Linked DNA regions of Sus scrofa: region 1 is linked to region 2. Evidence: chromatin contacts called from public Hi-C data. All regions are on one chromosome and are shown on one strand. The core of a region is the stretch at or near the end of the contact, and the rest is flanking DNA. Distances in the headings are between cores, read along the strand shown. Region 1 holds the start of NFATC4 (nuclear factor of activated T-cells, cytoplasmic 4). Region 2 holds the start of KHNYN (protein KHNYN).

Region 1 (6,200 bases), core at 481-2,980, 57 kb after region 2:
ATGCTGGGGCACTCAAGAACGCGGCCTCCCCCAGCCCCACCGGAGCTCCCTCCCGGCCCCCCCAGCCTCACTGACCGGGCTGGCTGGCTCTCCCAAGTGCCAGGAGAGGGGGCTGGGCGGGGTGGTGGGGAGTGCATGCCAGGCCGAGGGGGTGGAGGCCGGGGAATGCCAATAGGGGTGGCGCCATAGGGAGGGGGCTCCCCCAGGGCCAGACGGCAGCATGGTGGGGTGTCCTCTGAGTCCAGTTCTGTCAAAATAGAAAGGGAAGGGGACAGAGAGAGGGATGACACAGGAGAGGGGGAGAGAGAGAAGCAGGTGAGATGTCTAGGTTCTTTGAGTGCACAGCCTCCCAAATCCTGTATGCTACCCCCTCCTCAGCAAAGAGGAGTCTCTGAGATGCCCTTCAGAGCCACAAGACAAAGCAAAGTTGGACGTGGGAAGGTGGATACAGATCCACGCACGCCAGGCTCAGGGAACCTCACGGTCTGAGCTCCTGGCCCTGGGACCTGGGGTACCAGACGGGGCGGGTCTTAAGGTGAGGGAGGCGGGTTGAGAGCGGCTGGAGCTGGGCCTGGAGGCGTGTTTAAGGGAAGCGTTGGGCTGGGCTGGGGGCGACTCACACATGAACCCAATTAGCAGCGGTTCCCAAACCCCCAAACGGCGCTGGCAGGAGCCCCAGTTGCCATCGCAACGGTGGCCGGGGGAAGGGGGGCGCCAGGGCCGTGATGACGAGTGGTGGTGGCTCCTCCCTCGCTCCCCCCAATCTGGGGGCGGGGGTGCAACCGAGGGGGTGCAGTGCGCCGGCCGGGCGAGGGCGGGGTTGGAGGGGGGGGCGCAGGCTGTGCGGATTCGTGCGAGCGGCCGGCCGCCGCCCCCGGCTCGATCCCCGCCATCTGCCTCTCATTGCGGCCAGACAGGGGAGGGGGAGGGGAGCCCTGGCGGGGCCTGAGAGCGCCCCCAGCCCCCGGCGTCTAGGCTGCGGGCCTAGGGATCGGTCCCCAAAGGGCAACCTCTAGAGCCCAACCTCCCTTTCCCTGGCGGCGCCTCGGGCTCTCGGGACCGCTGTTCCCGCCCGCCCCCATCCAGTGACAGTCGGCGGAGCCGAGCGAGAGGCGGCGCGCAGCCAACAGCACCCCCACCCCCACCCCAGTCACGACCTAAAAAGGAGAAAGTGGTGCCCGGCCCCCAGCCTCACCTCCACAGATCCTCGAGCCCTGGGACTCCCCTCAACCTCTGGCCCCCTCATCTCTCACCCCAGGCTCTCTACCTTAAAGTCCCCAGCTTCGGGATCCCCTCGCCCGTCCCTCACGAACCCCAAGACCCCTTCCCAGCCCCGCACTAACCTTCCCCCGAACCGCCCGCACCCAGCGGGGGGGCCTCCTTTTCCTCCCCGAACACCAGCTTAAATTCCAGCTCCTCATCCTCGCAGCTCGCTGCCCCCATGGATCCGGCCAAAGCCCCCAGGTCCCGGGCTGGGTGGGAGGGGGGGAGTCTCAGGAGGCTGCAGTCTCTAGACCGGTGGCTCCCTCCCTCCCTTCTCCGAGACGCCCCCTCCTTCGCCGCTGCCGCCTCCCTCTGGACGCCCCCTCGTTATTATAGAAACTTTTCCAAACTTTTTTCCCCAAACTTCTTCAAAGTGCCCCCCCCAGCCTGTCCCTGATTGGCTGCCCGGGATGCTCCAGCCCCGCCTCCAGGGATGAGATGGGAAAACCACGCGCGCCTTGTCCTCCCCCACCCTCCTTCCCTCTGTCCTCTCTCCAGTCCCTCCCCCTCAAAAAAAAAAAAAGAACAAAACTGAATTGGAAAACGGTCCCTCAAGCGTGGTACGACCATAATGATGCCTATTGGCTCGCAGTTATGACAATCATTTCCCGCAGGGAGCGCTACCACCACAATCCCCAACTTAGCCTAAGTTCAGAGGCTCTGGGTCCGAGCGTCTTAAAGGGGCCACATAGTGGGCCCACAATATAGAGGACCCACGGAAGACCTTTTTTAAAGTTCTGGAGAATTGTGCAGCCAGCAACTAACAAGGGAGGACCACCTCTCTCCCCCATTTCCCTCTAAACCTAAGGCCAGGCCGGTTCTGGAGTGCAGCATGGCTCCAGGCTTCTCTGAAGAGGAGCAGGCCATTCCTCTGAAGCTCCCAGCCCTAGGCCCCCCTGACTAGGCCTTCTGGAAGCCTTTGCTCTGCCAAATCAGCCCCTCCACAGGTCATCTCTCCCCGTCTTCCAAAAGTGAAGAATATTTAGCTGTCTCCGGGCACTGTTCAAAGGTCCACGGGCCCATGGGCGATGATCCAGGCCGGGCTTTACCTCTACCCTAGTCTCAGCCACCCAGAGGGAACATTAATTAGCCTCCACGGGAAGTCGGCTCCCTCCTCCCTAGAACTGTAGTCTGGAAAGAATCTCGGATCCGATGGCATCCTGCTCCGGCAATCCTGATAACCCCGGCCAGGTTTACCAGAGCCCCGGAGCCCAGCGACCTGGGGGGCCCCAGGGTTGGACACCTGTCACCTGGGCTGGAGGTGGAAGAAAGACAGAACTGGAGTTTCTAGGAAGGGCAGGCATGGTGGGGCCCTGCTGTATGAGAAGGGGTTCGACTGAGATTCGTGGGGGAGAGGTAACCCTTTCCCCCTAGGCAGACTGTGTGCTTCAAACCTCTCTAACAGGCCTCAGAGATTTTTACTCCAAATCCCTCTGGTTCAGGACCGCGCCACCACCGGTGCCCCAGGCCTGCACCTAAAGGGTTAAGCGACTGGCCCTTGGGTCAGACGTTTACAAACACTCAGGAGCCGGTCGGGGACCGCGCCCCGTACTCTAATGAGAAACAGGCTCGTCGGGGCGGGGGAAGAGGGGAGGGCTGGCCCGGCGGGCCCGAGCTCTGCCGCGGCCGAGGCGGCTCCCCTCCCTTCTCTCCCGTCCTCCCTCTGGCCCGCCCTGGGGACCCCTCCAGCCCCGGGGGACCCCAGTGACGTGCGGAGCTGCCCAGGCGGCGAGCCCAGGGCCACGACGCCGGAGGGGCGGGGAGAAGAAGCGAGGCCGGCGGGGAGAGAAGAATGTTCCGAGGCTGAGCGGGGAGGCGGCCTGGTTTGATTTTTCTTTCTCCCCCCCCCTCCTTTGGTTGGCCTCCTCAGGTTACATTTCCCTTCCAGCTTCATCTCGGAAATAAAGGAAGGAGAGACCCACGGAGGGGGAGAGCGAGGAACATCCTGAGACCGACGGGAAGCCTCCACCTAAGAGGGGGGCAGAAGGAGGTGGGAAGCCCAGGCGAGAAGGGCAGGGGAAGAGACCCCGACGTGGCCCCAGGTCCACCACACGCCGCCCCTACCGCCCCCCACCTCTGCCCCACCTCCGCAGCACAAGCAGACGTGCACATTCTTTTCAAATGTCATATTTCCTTTGATCCTGGGCAGCGTTTCTCCATGTGTCTGGCTCAGCTCCTGCCCAGCCAGCCGCCTCCCCCTCTCACCCCACTTTGTGTATTTTCCTGGAGGTCCCACCCCCTCCTCCCAGCATCTGGAAGGCCCTGAGGGCTGGCGTTGGCGCACATTCCCCTGACGACTCTGGCTTTGCCTTCCAGTGACTCAATTTCCCCTCTGCGGGTGGGGGCCCCGGGGGTGCGGGCAGAGGAAAGAGTTGTTGAGCTTAAATGTGGTGAACAAGCTGGCCTAGAGCGCCAAGCTTCCCTCGGGGGGAGTGGAGGGGGGGGCATCTCCTCATCTCTGAAAACCCTCGGATCTGCCTAGGCTGCAACAGAGTGATGGTTTTCTGACTTGCAACGTCCTGCTAGGGGTAGAGAGGGTAGTTTTAGGTTCAGGTTGTTCTACACGTCTGCCCCCTGGCGGCCACAAAGACCCAGCCAACCTCCTACCCGCAGTCCGGTTTCTCGCCGGCCGGGCCTTTGTCCTTGCTCGGCTGCCCCCTAGCGCGCACACCTAAACACAGCTCTGCTTTCTCACCTTGTGTTTGTGGAAGCGCACTGACTTCTGCTCTGCGCTTTCACAAGCATGATTCAACGGCCTTGGAGGTTGCCTTTTTTCCTTTTTGGACTTTTAAAAATTTAATTGTCGTGTAGTTGACTTACAATTCTGTCTTCTTTTCAAGTGTACAGCAAAATAATTCCGCTATACATGTATATGCAGATACCTATATTCTTTTTTTCTATTCTTTTCCATATAGTTTAGGAACTGAACCCATTAGGGAACTGAATATAGTTCCCTGTGCTACATGTTAAGTTCTTCTTGTTTATCTATTTTATATATAGTAGTGTGCATTCGTTAATCCCATACTCCCGATTTATCCCTCCCCTACTTCCCCTTAGGTAACCATAAGTTTGTTTTCTTGGTCTGTGACCCTTTCTTTTGTAAACAAGTTCATTTGTACTGTTTTTTTAAATTTCACATATAGGTGATATCATGTAGTATTTGTCTTTATCTGACCTATTTCACTTAGTATGATATTCTCGAGGTCCATCCATGTTGCAGGTTGGGTTTTTTTGTGTGTGTGTTTTGGTTTTGATTACACAAGATACATTCTCCTTGTAAACAATTCAAGTCATATATATAGTAAATGGGATATTCCACCATTTTGTATAGATTTATTAACATATCCGTACACACGTCTGGTTTTTTTTTGTTTGTTTTTTTTTTTTTGCTATTTCTTTGGGCCGCTCCCGCGGCATATGAAGGTTCCCAGGCTAGGGGTCGAATCGGAGCTGTAGCCACCAGCCTACGCCAGGGCCACAGCAACGCAGGGTCTGAGCCGCGTCTGCAACCTACACCACAGCTCACGGCAACGCCAGATCGTTAACCCACTGAGCAAGGGCAGGGACCGAACCTGCAACCTCATGGTTCCTAGTCAGATTCGTTAACCACTGCGCCACGACGGGAACTCCCATCTGCTCTTTTTATGTGTATCAGACCATGCTACAAGGATTTTTCTTGACTAGCTTTTTTTTTTTTTTTTTTTTTTTTTTTTTTCTTAAATGGCTTAGAGACCTTTCCCTGTCAGTACATGTGCATCTGAAAATGGTGAAAAGAATGCCCATCTCTTCATTTGAAGTGACTGGCAGAGCGAGGTCTGGAACTCAAGCTTCCCGGGTCCTTGTCCAGTGCTAATTCCACTACACCACATTGTACATAGGGATCTATCTTTAGGTGGGCTCCCCCCCAAACATCAGAACCTGAGAAAGGAACCGGATGCAGGTAGTGTATTGTGCAGAGCAGTGACGAGGGACAAAAGTGAGGCACTGGGAAGAGTGAAACTGGGAGAGGGAAAGCCATCCAAGATGTGATATGGAGCTGGCTGTGACCTTGAGCAAGGTCATTGTCCCATGGAGCACCTACTGTGGAGCCATATAGAATGTGATTCAAGAGACAGGGGATACTTATCTACTCGCCCTCACCCTCAGTGTCAAAAGTTGCCCCTTGAGTGTAAATTCCCTCCCTCTTGCTGTTTCACACGTGTCAGAAAATGGTAGGTGTCCCACAAGGCTGCAGAAAAGACACCCCTGGGCAAGAGGCAAAAGATAGGCGCTGTAGCTGTGAGCCAGTACTGTTAGGTGACATGGGCAAGCAGTCAGTTGCCACAGAATTCACTGGAGTAAAAGGACAGATGGAGAACAGGTGAGGCAGATAAGATGTGTCTTGGAAGAGATCATCCATTCATTCAAACAAAAATATGTATTGAGGAACCTCTATGTTCAGAGGCAGTTCTAGGCATTGGGTACCTATATTTATAAACCATGTCCCCAAGAATTGCCAGTTACCATCAGACTGGAAATGTATTTCATATTTAATATTTCCCTTTTCCTTGCTCCCTAAATGTATAGACTATTCATTTTATTCATGCATTTCTATCTCTCTATTTATCTATCTCCTTCCTTTGCATCCCCTTCTTTGCCATTCCAGTTTAGATCTTGATGTTTTTCAGTAATACCTAACACCAAGGGTATAACTTACATATTTGACAACTGAAGCATATCTTGTTTAAAGCCCTTCTCTATAACAAAAAAAATTGATTTCAGTATTAATCATGATATGAAACATAATGGCCAGAAAAAGTGTAGAGTAATAATTTTTATTGACTTCATATGCTCATATGTATAATAAGGCCAATAAATATTTGTGTGTGTGTGTGTGTATAAGAAAGTACAAGAGGAGTTCCCGTCGTGGCTCAGTGGTTAACGAATCCGACTGGGAA
Region 2 (5,915 bases), core at 592-3,091:
CTAGCTTTCAGCCACATCTCTGACTTTTAAAATTCTCAAATTTAAGGTAATTAGATTGGGCCCACATGGATAAATCAGGATAATCTCTCTGTTTTGAGACCCATAACTTTAATTGCATATGAAAATGTCTCTTTACCATTAAACACAACATATTCGGTGGCTCCAGGGAGTGGGCATAGACATCTCTGGAACATCTGCATATCATAGTCCTTAGACCTAAAAATGACAGGAGATCCTGTTGTGGCTCACTAGGTTAAGAACCTGACTAGTATCCACGAGGATGTGGGTTCAATCCCTGGCCTCACTCAGTGGGTTAAAGTATTTGGCATTGCCACAAGCTGCCTTATAGTTCGCAGACAGGGCTCAGATCTGGCATTGCTGTGGCTGTGGTGCAGGGCAGCAGCTGCAGCTCCGATTGGTCCCCTGGCCTGGAAACTTCCATATGCCAAAGATTCAGCCAAAAAAAAAAAAAAAACCCACAAAACTTAAAGACATCATTTTAAAAAAGAGGCATCCAGTTACATTACACTAATTCATGGAAATGAATGGAAAAGGTACTGGAAAATGAAAATTCCGGTGATATATAAGATAAGCACTGGCTCAGATATTCAACATCTTAAAAGGTAAAGCAGGTCCCAACCAAGAACTCATTGAGTAATAATTCAAAACCTCATCTACACTGAGATACTATTCATCTTTTGTCTATCCAGACTCAAAAATTGGTCTGAACTGAGATAGTGTCCTTCTCCTGGGTCTATAAACCCAATTTTATAGTAAGTGTAGGTGTCATATACTTTATAATCCTTGAAAGGCATGTGCTTTACCAAAAGATTTGATGCCTTTAGAGAAGCTGACATACTACCCTGATGACTCTATTGAAATGTGTAGGAGAATTTAAGTTTTCAGTCAATGTTTAAATGATCTGATTTGTAAAATGTGTAGATTTTGGCTCATTGGTTATATAAATGTTTAGACAATTTTTGCTTAAGCAGGTTTATGAAGCAAATGAGTTAAACAATAAATAAAGCACAGATGGTGGCTAGTGTTCCTCTCCAGGCACTAAAATCTCCTAGGACTTTGAGGAGCCTAAGAATAGAATCCAACTGTCGACCTTTCCTACACCCACGCCCTGGCAGCTGCTTTCTACAGAGAGAAGTCCGGCTGAAGCATTTGCTGCAGCTCTCAATCCATGGTCTCCAGCCACCCCTGGTCCTCAATCCTCCAGTCAATTCTTCTTTGCCAGCTTCTTTCCTCATTCTCCCTGGAATCCAACTGAAGCCTTCTGGTCTCTCAAACCTTTTACCCTCCAACTCTGCCCCCACTGCCAGCAGCAGGTACCTCACTTTCTGCTTCACCAAGAAAGCAGAAGCCCCAGGAGGACCCCTTCCCAATGGCACATCCAGAAACTCACCATCCTCCTCATCTCTCCTTCTTCGCATCTGGCTCAGTAGAAGCTGTGCCCTTTCTTCTGTCAAGGCAGCTATCTTCATCCACCAGCTGTGGATTTCATTTCCTGCAAACATATCCTTTTCCTTTCCTCTTCACCCTCCTGAATGTTCAGTGTCTCCCTCCCTCTCACTGCTTCTGTTTAGCAGTTAAATAGACTCAAGTCTCTTAGGTCTAGACGAGAAAAGGATGGTATGGCAATAGCGGTGGGTATATAGTTATCCTCAGCTTTATATGCCCCCGCAGCTAGTAGACATCACCTCTCCTCTCCTTTAGAGCCAAGTATCTATGCTTACCAGTTGCTCACCCCTTAAGTCAACGGTAGCCTCTGCTGCTCCACCTAAACTGCCCTCAACTGGTCACTCATGACTTCTGTGTCAGTCACCAATGTCACTATCATCCAGTCCTCTGTTACTCAGGCTCTCCCTAACATTTGACTCTGTTGTCCACTCCCTCCTTCTAGAAGCAACTCCCTGCCCCACCTGACTGCATGCTCTGGGTGCTCCCTCCATGTCTCTGCTCAGACCACATTCTTTTTTACGCTCCTGTACTGCTAAACATCTCCCAAATGTCAGTTTTCCTCAAGGTTCTGCCTTAGGATTCCTTTCGTCCTGACACAACCTCGAAAGTACGAATCTCCATCTGTGCTCTGACAATGACCACATTTTTGTCTCTATACAGGACCTCCCTCCTAAATCTCAGACTCCTACACTACCTATCCCACCTTAAAGTCAACCTGCTAAAATTAGTCTGTCCTCCCTAAATCCTGTCTTTCTCCCTTTCTCTGTGTTTAAAAAAGGAACATCCCTGTTGCCCAAGCAGAACCCCAGCCATCATCCTCGATTCCTCTCTGTCCAATCACTCACATCCACCAGGTCCATCCATTGTTTCCCATCCATCCTCTCTCAAATTACCCACATCTCAGAGTTCTTTGAATGCTTCCTAACCCGCACATTGACCTCCAGTTTTGCTTCTCTGAGTCCATTCTCCACACTGAGGTTGCCATAGTGACCTATTTGAATGAACTTCACTGCTAAACCCCTTAAGGGGATCCTGGGGGAGGGGGAGGGTCTAACATCAAATCTATCACTCTGAATGTACTTTTTTTGGGCCTTTGCAATCCAGCTGCTGCAATCTCCCCTGATTCATTTTTCACTACCTACAAGAGTGTGGAAACTTATGAAACAGCACCATTTATTAGCTGAGGGAAAATGGCACCCCTCATGTGTTGGGGGACTGTAGCTGGTGCATTAAATTAAGGATATGCAGAGTATGACTTGCTGAATGAGAAGGTACAAGCCACCACATGGGATCAGTGGGTAGCTCCCTCAGCATCTGAGCTCTCCATTTGAGGAAGTGAAAAACCCATGGTTGTTTTGATTGAAGGTGCAGTACACTCACACAAAGGAAGTGATGTCGTAAGACTTATTACTCACAGATCTCAGAAACCAGGAGGGAGGAGGGGAGGCAATGAACCAGGGGAAGGGCAGTCCTCCATCTCAGTTCATATGTACACAGGATAGCAAGAACTTATTACATGCAAGGTGGTTGGGTTGGAGGTCACTAACTTTATATGAACTCAACTCTAACTGATCTTTCTTTTTCCTTTTTTCTTTTTTCTTTTTCTTTTTTTTTTTTTTTTTTTTTTTTGCTGCACCCCATGACATGTGGAATTTCCTGGGCCAGGGATCAAACTTACGCCACAGCAGTGACCCAAGTCATAGCAATGACAACACCAGATCCTTTAACCACTAGGCCACCAGGGAGCCCTCTAAGCGGTCATTTTAAAAGGTGCCCCAGGTAAAGCAAAGCAGGAATTTGGGACAGGAGTCCTAAACTTGGATCCTTATCTAAATGTCCAGACCCTGGGTTCAAGTAGGGTTGTCGTACTGTAAAATACTTAAGTGGCAACTCAAAATAGCTGTCTTCTCATTATAGCTCAGAAATCGAGGGCATGGCATTCAAGTCAAACTCTATCAGGGCCAAGAGAATCATTCTTGGACCCAACTGAATGGGTCCTATCTCCCCTTAAAGTCAACCTGCTAAAATTAGTCTGTCCTCCCTAAATCAGGTTCTGTTTTAGTTTGTAAATCATCTTAGTCTGGACCAAATTGAAAGAGAAATCTTGATATACATTATATTAATGTATATTCATACATTAATAAAAGTTGAAAAGTCCATAGATTAGTGGGAGGAAAGTAACTCTAGCAACAAAATGACTACACTTGCATGAAAGGCAGTGAACGTGGTGGTGAAGAGGTGGACACTGGAGCCTCTGGCTTAACAGCCACCCATGACCTTCAGAGAGTTACACAACCTCTCTGTGCCTAATTTTCTTCCCCTATCAATGCATTATGTTTCTTTTTAGGGCCACACCTGCAGCATAGGGAGGTTCCCAGGTTAGGGGTTCAATTGGAGCTACAGCTGATGGCCTATGTCAGAGCCACAGCAACTCAGGATCTGAGCCTCATCACTCACAGCACTGCCGGATCCTTAACCCACTGAGCGAGGCCAGGGATGGAACCCACAACCTCATGGTTACTAATTGTATTCATTTCTGCTGAGCCACAATGGGAACTCCTCCCCTATAAATGCAAAGAAATACTGTATCTACCCCCACAGGGTTGGAAAGCACAGAGCAAGTACTCAATATAGGTAAGTTACTGTTACCATACAAATTAGGAAACAAAACTGGTGCCTGTCCAAAGGACTCTAGGACAATCTTTAAAAAGTAGGTAGGATTTTTGTTTTGTTTTATTGTGGCCACTTACCTGTTACAATGCTTCTCTCTTTCAGGCATATTCACTTTTACCTAGAAACAAAAGACATCATAAATGGCCAGTAAGAAAACATGGTATAGCAAAGCTTGGGGGGTCCCCATCTCAATAGACAGTTTGTGGGCTTTTATTGGGGGGGACAGTAAAGGAGAAAAGGTTAGCTTTGTTGCTTTGCCAGGCAAAGGGGGCCACAACAGGCTAATTCCCTAAAGACTGTGTCCCTACTTTGTGGGCTTTCTAACATGAGAATGAGATACAGTGTGGGACTTTCTTTTATTTTGCTTATTTCTGGGACTGCCTGCCTACTGGGGACTTTGTTCTTTTCCTTTTCTTTTTTTTTTTTAATTAAAGTATAGTTGATTTACAATGTTGTGCCAATTTCAACTATACAGCAAAGTGACTCAGATGGGTAGATAGATAGAGACAGAGATATACAGAAATATAGATATATATAATATAGACATAGATATAGACATAGACATAGATATAGATATAGATATAGATATAGATATAGATATATTCCCTACTGGGGACTTTCTCTGTTAGAGACTTGGGAAAGTTCAGCCACCAATGTCCCAGATGAGAAGGGAGATTCATGATGGAGGGAAGCTGTGACTAATAGTCTACGGTGCCCACAGTGCTCAACTGTGGACATGTCTTCTTTATTCACTCCTCTAAAAACAGGAGGAATAATCTCAAATCAGACCTTGTAAATTGTTCAACCCTGCAAAAGAAAAATCTCGCTAAGAGGGCTCAGAAGCCATATGGGTAAAGCCTGATTATTGCTTAAAATTCCCTTGAATAGAAAGTAGAGATTTTGCTAAGTACCTTCCTAATCAATCTTCCACTTAGGAATTCTGAACCTTTCACTCATGCACTGCAGTAGCATATGCATTACTTTGGGGGGGCTGGTGGTGACGGAAGATAAACCTCTCTGAGCTGAGGCTTTGAGCCCCTGTGCTGTGGGCTCCTATGCCAGGTTCTTTCCCTTACCACCCTGCACTGTATTTGCTTGTGGAGTTGCCTCACTTACCTGACCGTGGGCAGAGACCACGCCACTCTCATCACCTGCCGTCTGTTCCACACCTGAACAGGGCCTGGCACACAGAAAGTGCTCTATAAATACTGTGTGACCATGTCTACATGAGCGCCAGGTGTCTGCTTCTTGCTGCTTTTGTCACTTGTTCAAGCTTCTGCTCAGCGCTGGCAGGAGGACGGATCTTTCTTGCCACCCTATCCTCCTGCCAGCACTGAGCAGAAGTTTCAGCAAGTGAGAAAAGCAGCAAGAAGCAGTCGTTGGAAGTCTGGAAGCTTGGCCAAGTTTAGGAAGGTCTTGGAGTCTGAGGGGCAGTAACAGCAAGGCTTCCAAGGTCAGGAAGAAACGTTGGATGGCCTGTGATTTGTCTTGGTCCATTGAGGTTGCTATAACCAAAACACTGTAGACTAAGTGGCTTAAACAACAGAAACTTATATCTCATAGTTCTAGAGGCTGGACATTCAAGATCACGGTGCCAGCAAATCAAGTGTCTGGTGAGAGCCGACTTCCTGCCTGCAGATGGCCGTCTTTTCCTTGTATCTTCAAGTGCTTGAGAGCAAGCGAGCTATCGTTTCTTTGTCTTCTTTTCTTTCTTCTTCTTTTTAGGGCCACCAATGCAGCATATGGAAGTTCTCAGGCTAGGGGTTGAATTGGAG

Evidence for each region. A called contact is a pair of places that touch in the nucleus more often than the background predicts.
Region 1: a Hi-C map of liver shows a contact between it and region 2, with 4 times the contacts expected there. The contact joins the promoter of NFATC4 here to the promoter of KHNYN in region 2. A contact is called at or near these places in 4 of 5 promoter capture datasets (fetal liver, fetal skeletal muscle, liver and 1 more), 11 of 47 Hi-C or Micro-C datasets (epiblast stem cells, heart right ventricle, liver and 6 more) and 2 of 2 datasets of contacts at active chromatin or transcription factors (alveolar macrophages and skeletal muscle).

Annotation. Positions count from the first base shown.
Region 1 is chr7:74,927,958-74,934,157 of Sscrofa11.1, forward strand. It overlaps NFATC4 (nuclear factor of activated T-cells, cytoplasmic 4), which reads right to left and starts at 1,731. Exons shown (of 10, transcript XM_013978173.2): 1 at 1,344-1,731; 2 at 1-247. The coding sequence starts at 1,443. It overlaps LOC110261591 (a long non-coding RNA gene), which reads left to right and starts at 1,762. Exons shown (of 2, transcript XR_002345915.1): 1 at 1,762-2,619; 2 at 3,152-3,472.
Region 2 is chr7:74,870,643-74,876,557 of Sscrofa11.1, forward strand. KHNYN (protein KHNYN) reads right to left here and starts at 1,842. Exons shown (of 8, transcript XM_021099195.1): 1 at 1,412-1,842. The coding sequence starts at 1,523.